Regions from separate parts of the Danio rerio genome. Here region 2 is linked to region 1. Evidence: chromatin contacts called from public Hi-C data. All regions are on one chromosome and are shown on one strand. The core of a region is the stretch at or near the end of the contact, and the rest is flanking DNA. Distances in the headings are between cores, read along the strand shown. Region 1 has its middle 88 kb from the start of hspb9. Region 2 has its middle 12 kb from the start of hspb9.

The links. A called contact is a pair of places that touch in the nucleus more often than the background predicts.
Region 2: a Hi-C map of an unstated tissue shows a contact between it and region 1, with 5 times the contacts expected there. The contact joins two enhancer-like sites. A contact is called at or near these places in 3 of 18 Hi-C or Micro-C datasets (embryo, hematopoietic stem cells and an unstated tissue).

Annotation. Positions count from the first base shown.
Region 1 is chr3:32,020,591-32,024,546 of GRCz12tu, forward strand. It overlaps a transcript of rarab not described here. Among named protein-coding and RNA genes, the nearest start is that of hspb9, 88 kb to the right of the region's middle. Within about 2 kb of position 1,776, at least 7 of the 62 cell types and tissues checked have an H3K27ac peak or open chromatin away from gene starts, as enhancers often do.
Region 2 is chr3:32,096,159-32,100,114 of GRCz12tu, forward strand. No RefSeq gene overlaps it. Among named protein-coding and RNA genes, the nearest start is that of hspb9, 12 kb to the right of the region's middle. Within about 2 kb of position 2,078, at least 7 of the 62 cell types and tissues checked have an H3K27ac peak or open chromatin away from gene starts, as enhancers often do.

The DNA.
Region 1 (3,956 bases), core at 526-3,025:
CGTGTTTGAACAGACATATACTATTAATACTACTACTACTGCTACTACTACTACTACTACTACTACTAATAATAATAATAATATCTAAACATGTTGATCTTGGTGGGTTTTTTTTTTAGACAACAAATTTTGTCTTAAATAAACGGTTAGGAAAGCAATGGAATGCTTTCACTTCAGAAGGGCGCATTTTTAAAATGACAGCGCTGTCATTTAATGTAATCAATTGAAAACGTAGAGGTATCCCTTATAATGCTGCAAAAAGACATTTACTTACACTGCAAAACAACAAATATGATGCACATAAACCGTCAGCGCGGTGAAAAATGTCTGTCACAGACGTCTATATGCAAACAACTACTAATAAGCCAAACCATGAGAACCGGATGATTTGCAGCTCCGCTTGCTCCGACGAGTGCTACGGAGATCACACAGTGCATCAGTGTTTTCATAATGAAAGTATGTGTGAAGATGCATTTCAGACTGAAAAGGAAAGTTGTTCTATTGCAGAACCAAGTATTCGATTATTTCAAGCCTCTCCTTTTCAAATTAGTTTATGCATATTTTAATAATTTTTCTCACTGAATATTTAAAAATGTTTAAGATTTAGCTCTTTAGTTGGTTTTTAAAATAGCAACTTGGTTATGGCAGAAAATTCATTATTTTGCAAAATATGTGAAGCATTGCAAAAAAAAAAAATGAAAGGGCTCTTCACCTTAAATTAGTTTGAAATTATTTTTGTCAAAAAATCATAAATAAATTCTGAATCTTGTGATTAGTATCGTGAATTGTATCGAAATGTGAGGTGAATTGTTATATCCCTAGTTGACAGTAAATACTTTACAATTAAAATAAACAATAAATAAATACTATAATGCAAATCAGAATTACATTGGTTCATCTAATAATGCATTTAAAAGGTGATTCACAAACAAATAAACAAAAAGAAATAACTGCAGCTAATATACATATTTGTGCCAAATTTTGGGTCTCCCTGCAATTGTTTCTCATAATCAACTGAAAATGGAAGTGAATAAGTTTGAAAAGCTGTGATTTTGTTTTGCAAGTTTTATTTTCGCCATTTAGGTCAAAATGTTCTTGACAGCCTTGTGAGCTTCATTATCTTATACAGTAGATGTCATTCCTGTGATTGGTTGATTGGGTTTAGTTATTACCCAAAGGTAATCAGCTTTCTAGTCAGTGTTGCCGTTTAATCCCATCGGTAGTGTTTTTCGGATTACACAAAGACAGAGCTGTTGAACAGAAATTGCTTTCTAGGAATTAACTATGCAGCGACAAAGACGCAGAGCAGAACGGATTGGAACGCACCAAAGTCATGAGACCAAAGTTTCCTTGACTGACCCCAGTCTTTTCAGTAGCACTGGCACAATTTCTGATAAAACTCAGACAGAAACGGCATCTTTTACAGCTAATGTGCCAATGGTTGCCAGACACTTTGGAATTTATTAGCTGTCTGCTGAAAGAGTAAAGCTGGATAAAGAACAAAAGAAAGCCAACAGTGAAACATGAGGAGTAGAAGAGTAAGAAACAGAGGCAGCACCTATTTGTTTATTGGAGGAGTGGATTAGACAGGACAGTCTAAAAAAAAAAACGATACTAGGAGACAAATTGTCAAAGCAAGACAACTAGTGGCATCCACCCATCCCTTTCTAATGGACGATGACCCTGTAAAGCCCAAAGGTCACCCTTATCCCCCCTCAACCTGGACTATCTAAATAGGACCACCCTCTGATGACACAAGATGAAGCACCTCTACCACTGAACTCTGCATACAATCGACTATAGTGAGATACACAGAGAGGTCTTAGGGTGAAAAACAGTGTATTTCTGTACGCATAAGAAAAGAAAGGGAGGGGGAGGGAAGGAAAGATAAAGAGGGAGACAGAGAAAGAGAGACGGATATGGACACTGAAATAAAAAGAGATATAAACAGATGTGTAAAAGGCTGGCGATACAAGTAAGCATGTGTATATTTCAACAGGGTGACTTTTGGTTGTGTGTATTCTTCATGGCAACACCTGTCCAAAATAGCAATCTAAAAACCCCAAGCAGATGGGGTCCTTCACTAAACGACACACTGGATGGAGAAAATGGACCAATCCATACAGCTTAATGGAAAAACGACCACCGAAACTTAAATGTCAAGAGATCTTTCATCCAGACTATTCGCTCACCTAAAAAAAGGGTGTAATTTTTAGAGGCTACAGAGTGAACTAAAAAGGGAAAAGAAGAAAGCTTCCAAAGGGTTTTCTATCTATCTATCTATCTATCTATCTATCTATCTATCTATCTATCTATCTATCTATCTATCTATCTATCTATCTATCTATCTATCTATCTATCTATCTATCTATCTATCTATCTGTCTGTCTGTCTGTCTGTCTGTCTGTCTGTCTGTCTGTCTGTCTGTCTGTCTGTCTGTCTGTCTGTCTGTCTGTCTGTCTGTCTGTCTGTCTGTCTGTCTGTCTGCCTATCCGTCTATCTATCTATCTATCTATCTATCTATCTATCTATCTATCTATCTATCTATCTATCTATCTATCTATCTATCTATCTATCTATCTATCTATCTATCTATCTATCTATCTATCTGTCTATATCGTTCTATCTATCTGTCTATCTGTCTATATCGTTCTATCTATCTGTCTATCGTTCTATCTATCTGTCTCTAATGTACACATATATCAGAGATGCAATAGGAAGGAAAAAAAAAGAGTTTCATAGATACAGTTAGATATAGTATTTTTTTAGTATTTCAGAGTAAACAAACAGCTGAAAACAATAATATGTGTGTGCATGCTGTATAATAACATTATTTCATTGTCTGTTGAAATTACTGATTTTGATTGGCTGGAAAATGTGCAATAAAATTGTTTAATAAACAGGTTGTTCCAGTCAGTTTTGATCGCAGTTCAAAATAAATGCACTTCCCTCAAAAATTAATAGTAACAGTAGTAAATTAGTGACAGATGTCGGAGCCTTCATTCCTCTGAGTAATCGCAAGAAGACCAACATGCTTCACTAGAAGTTGCTGGAGATCAATCAACTTGCAAACATGCTCAAAATTATTTGTGAAAAGTTAGCTAATGCAGGAACACTAATAATCTCTCTCTTTCCCTCTCTCTCTCTCTCTCTCTCTCTCTCTCTCTCTCTCTATTTCTGAATGTGACAGATTTAAAGGGGGGAGATCTAATGTATCGTAACTAACAAAAATGATTATTATTGCCTGCCCCATTCTCACAGTATTGGCTGAGTCAGTGTTGCTAAAAAGAGCCTACAGAGCCAGTATATACCACTGTAGATATAGATTTTACCAAAAGATGTGTTGACCTGCAGTTGTGGAAAGTATTAAGACAATTACAAAAATATAAATAAAGAGAATGCAATGCAGATACAAGTTCTCCCATTCCCAGCAGAGAGGTCTGACAACAGAAAAAATAATTTGTGGACGAAAGTCAATTTTCAAGGAAAGTCTTAGGAAAGACAGCTTTTTCAGGCATGCAATTACACATCCTATTTACTTCAATGAGGAAAAACTGAACATATTTTTAATCAGTAACAAAATAACATGATCTGCCTCCAAAATATTGCTTTGTATGTCTAAATATCTTTAAAGAAGTTGTTTTTGTAGGCTTGAGAAAGTGGCGGTTCTAAAGCACAGTAGCTAAAGGGCCAGGCAGGGGTCACTTGCTTTTAGGGGGCACACTCAAACATTTATCTTATCCTACATTCAGAATTATTTAATGCACTTTCCTATGTCATTCATTAATTCATTCATCACTCTACAAGCTCTAGAAGTAATCTAAAAATTTTATATTTTACAACATTAATAATTTGACAAAAAATATTAGAAATTGTATCAAGCCAGTAAAACAGTTTTTTTATATTAGCAAGAATAATAATAATTATAATTATTATTTTGATTATCTGATTAATAG
Region 2 (3,956 bases), core at 828-3,327, 76 kb after region 1:
GATGTTGGTACTGAGACAGGAAGTGGCAGGCATTGCAGTTTCAGTCTTTGATGAGCATGTCACTCAGTACTCGAGGTCATGAGAAATTGTTGGCATCAATACACTTCTGAACTTTGACAAGATTTGAGGATGTGATATGAATTTAAACAGGCTCGCTTTTCAATAATCACTTCAAAATAATCATGTAACAATTCATTTGTCAGTTAGATGTTAGCAAAAAGCCAAAAGTCAACTTCATCAATTGGAATGAGTGTAGTTCACCCAAAATTTACTGGAAAGTTAATTCTACTCATTTGCAAAGAGTTTTGAACTCAGTGTTGAAGGTAATGAGTTAATTAAATACCTCAGTACTTCAACTTAAATGACGCAAGTTCACAGTACCTATATAGATTATTTTTTTTAACTCAAATGGTTGGGTTGCCTTAACTTATTTGGTTTTACAGTTCTCAGTTGGTTTGAGTTTTCTTCATTTTTTGGGGTTTACTGTGCTCAAATTGCTTCATTTACTCAAATGGATTAAGTTCACACTACTTATTAGGATTAGTTTTTGAACTTAAATGGTTTGTTGCAGTCGGTTTCCACTAATAGTTTGAGTTACCTTAACTTATTGGGTTTTACAGTGTAGTAACGTAATGGCGCAATTGTATGTAAAGTCCATTTTAACACTCACGCACAAAAATAAGTAAAATGTTCATTCACAATTTCCTGCAAAATCTACAGTAACATAGTGGCAGCAGTTTGCCAGTAAGTTACTGTAAATAAATTACAGCAAGAATACTGTATCTACATGTACAGCACTATTTATCTTACTATCTTAAGATTGTATGAATATCTTTACTGTAAAATATACTGTAATTTTCACAATGTAACTTTAAAATACAGTAACATACTGAATTACTGTCCTACTGTAAAATACAGTTCATATTACAGTTAAATACTTTCTAATTTACAAAAATCGTGTACACATATTTAAAAATGTGTGTATTTTAGAATGTTATAATTATTAGCCCTATTTTATGATATGTAAGGTATGTACGGTATTTTTGCTTATTTCTTTATTTGAATTATTTTATATAATTTTTTTATCATTATTTTATTTTATATCTCATAAATTATTTTTTATTTAATTTTATATGTACAGTATATATATTTATATTTGTTCTTTATTTTAAAGGCATCATCTACCTTAATGAAACATCTGATAGGATCACCAATTAAATTATTTACTATATTTTTATATGAATTCATTCATTCATTAATTTACTTTTCGGCTTAGTCCCTTTATTAAGCTGGAGTCACCACAGCGGAATGAACCACCAACTTATCCAGCATATGTTTTATGCAGCGGATGCCCTTCCAGCTGCAACCCATCACTGGGAAACACCCATTCACTCACCCATTTACATGCACTCTCATTTACACACATACAATACGGACAATTACCCAGTTCACCAATACCGCATGTCTTTAGACTGTGGGGGAAACCGGAGCACCCGGAAGAAACCCTCGCCAACACGGGGAGAACATACAAACTCCACACAGAAATGCCAAGGCTTGAACCAGCCAAGGCTTGAACCAGCAACCTTCTTGCTGTGAGGTGACAGCACCACCCACTTAGCCACTGCGCTGCCCCTTTTTTATATAAATATGATTTTAAATTATTATTACATTTTCTCATTTTTTTCTTCTATTTTTTCTCATTTTCTAAGCAATTAAAACAATTAACCAATATAAATCTCTATAATAAAACTGATCCCCTTTAAGTAACTCTAGGTACAGTAGTAAGGACACTGTAGTTTTACTTCTTGAAATAATGAGTAACTTTTAGCTTTGCAAGCTTTTAAAATAGCTTCCTCACAACTAATGACCGTAAAAAGCACTTTTCACTCTCCTGTTTGATTTCTGGACTTGGAGAACTGCCTTTCTCCTCTGTCCGTCCCTTGCCGTCTTTTCTTTTTTTGCTCTCCTGACTCTCTTGCAGATTTACATGGACACAATTGTTTGAGGATTGAGGGGTGTGTCTGGACTGCTGCGCACAATGAAAGCCGTACAGGATCTGTTCTAGACAGCAGCTGTTCTCAGGTCAGCAAAGGAATTCTTCAAATCTTAAGATCTGAGCAACTGTTCATTTATTGGACACCGCTCAGCTAATGGCCCTGATTCTACAGCCACCAGACCAGATGTTACTCTGCATGTGTGTGTGTGTGTGTGTGTGTGCATGTACTTGTTTATGCTACACTGTGGGGATGGACAAGGATAGTAAAACCTAAGATTTTTGACAAGTTGGGGGCCGCCCTTCAGTTCCCACAAGGGGAAAAAGTGTAACGTGTAAAAATACAAACAGGTTTTTTAGGTTAGGGGTAAAGCTGGGTTCGGTGGCAGTAAATTTTGTTTAGTCAATGTAAAAATTTGTCTATACATTCAGAAATTAGTTTGCTGCTTCTTTAAACTACTTATTTTGTTATTATAATAAAATTCTTGAGTTTTTGGGGACAACTTGAATGTTTTATGAACAATTCACTAATGTTTCACAAACTAATTTCAAGAGAAGCATGTGATATGATTGATTGTGGCTGGTCTCTCATCCGTAATCATTAGTAAGCCAATAGGATCAGTCCAAACTCACTATAAATAGCCTGACTACTAGCATTACTCCCATATCTTCTTTTTTTGCAGAAACCCCCATCCACCCCATCTCCCCCTTTCATCCTTAACCAGGGGGAACTCTCAAGAACTACCTGATTTCGTAGCCCTTAACATGCTCATTGACCAGGCAGGAGCCCTGGGCTCAATGATCTCCAACCTCAGGGTTCATTCCCGGGACAGCATGCCAAACCTGCTATTATTATCATGCAATATCTAAGAGTGAACTCTTGAAAAAGTTAACTTAATTCCTTCATGTTGTCCCAACACAAATTGATTGTGTGGAACCAAGCATTTTTTACAGTGTAGAAAATCCATACAAATCAGAAACATAATATGTGTGTGTGTGTGTGTGTGTGTGTGTGTGTGTGTGTGTGTGTGTGTGTGTGTGTGTGTGTTTGTGTGTGTGTGCATGAATGACCAAAAATCAATACCTTTCCCAACTTCCTATTGTTCTTGAAAACTGGTAAACAAATTTTAAATGAAAGACTTTTTTTGTGTGGAGAAAATCAAAAGGATGTGTCATTTAGACTCTAAAAAGCATCCTTTTTTTGTTCTATAATTCATTAATCATTAATATGCACACAATATTGTACATAATACAATATTGAAATTAGTAATTTCCCTAAAAGTATATGTTTTACAACTTCAACTGCAGCACAATCTCTTCAGTTTCCGTCGTTATCAGTTCCATGAGTCTAAACTTAAAATGGCATCAAACTCAACACTGAACATGAAAACCTGTGGACTATGCTACAGCATTTGCTCAATGCAGAAGTATAAACCTCAAGTGCCTAGGCCTAAGTTCACACTATCAGTGACAATAATATGAGCTTTTGAGTCTCAAAATCTCCATAGAGGCTCAAAAACCTTTCATAAGAACTGTCGGTTGCATTTCACAAACGAGTTTCATCAAAAATATGGCTTTGAGTCTAGATTGGTTTGGTTGTATACCGCAGTTGTTGTATATGCAACAAAAGCTCATTGGAAATATGTACTTCAGTCTACATTTTGTGAAACGACAAAAATGTATTCGACATATGTTTGACTGCTGTTTTTTTTGTAAAATGAACAGTGTAGGGCAGTGGTCCCCAACCTTTTTCTAACTGTGGATCGGTCAACGCTTGACAATTTTACTGCGGACCGGGAGTTGAAATAATAATAATAATAATAAACGTGAATCCACTGTGTACTCATACTCAACTTTTTTAGCACATTGCTCCAACAATACAATGTTATTATAACATTGGGAAGTAATAACTTTATTAACACATTGCTCCAACAATATAACATATTATAACATCAAAAACCGT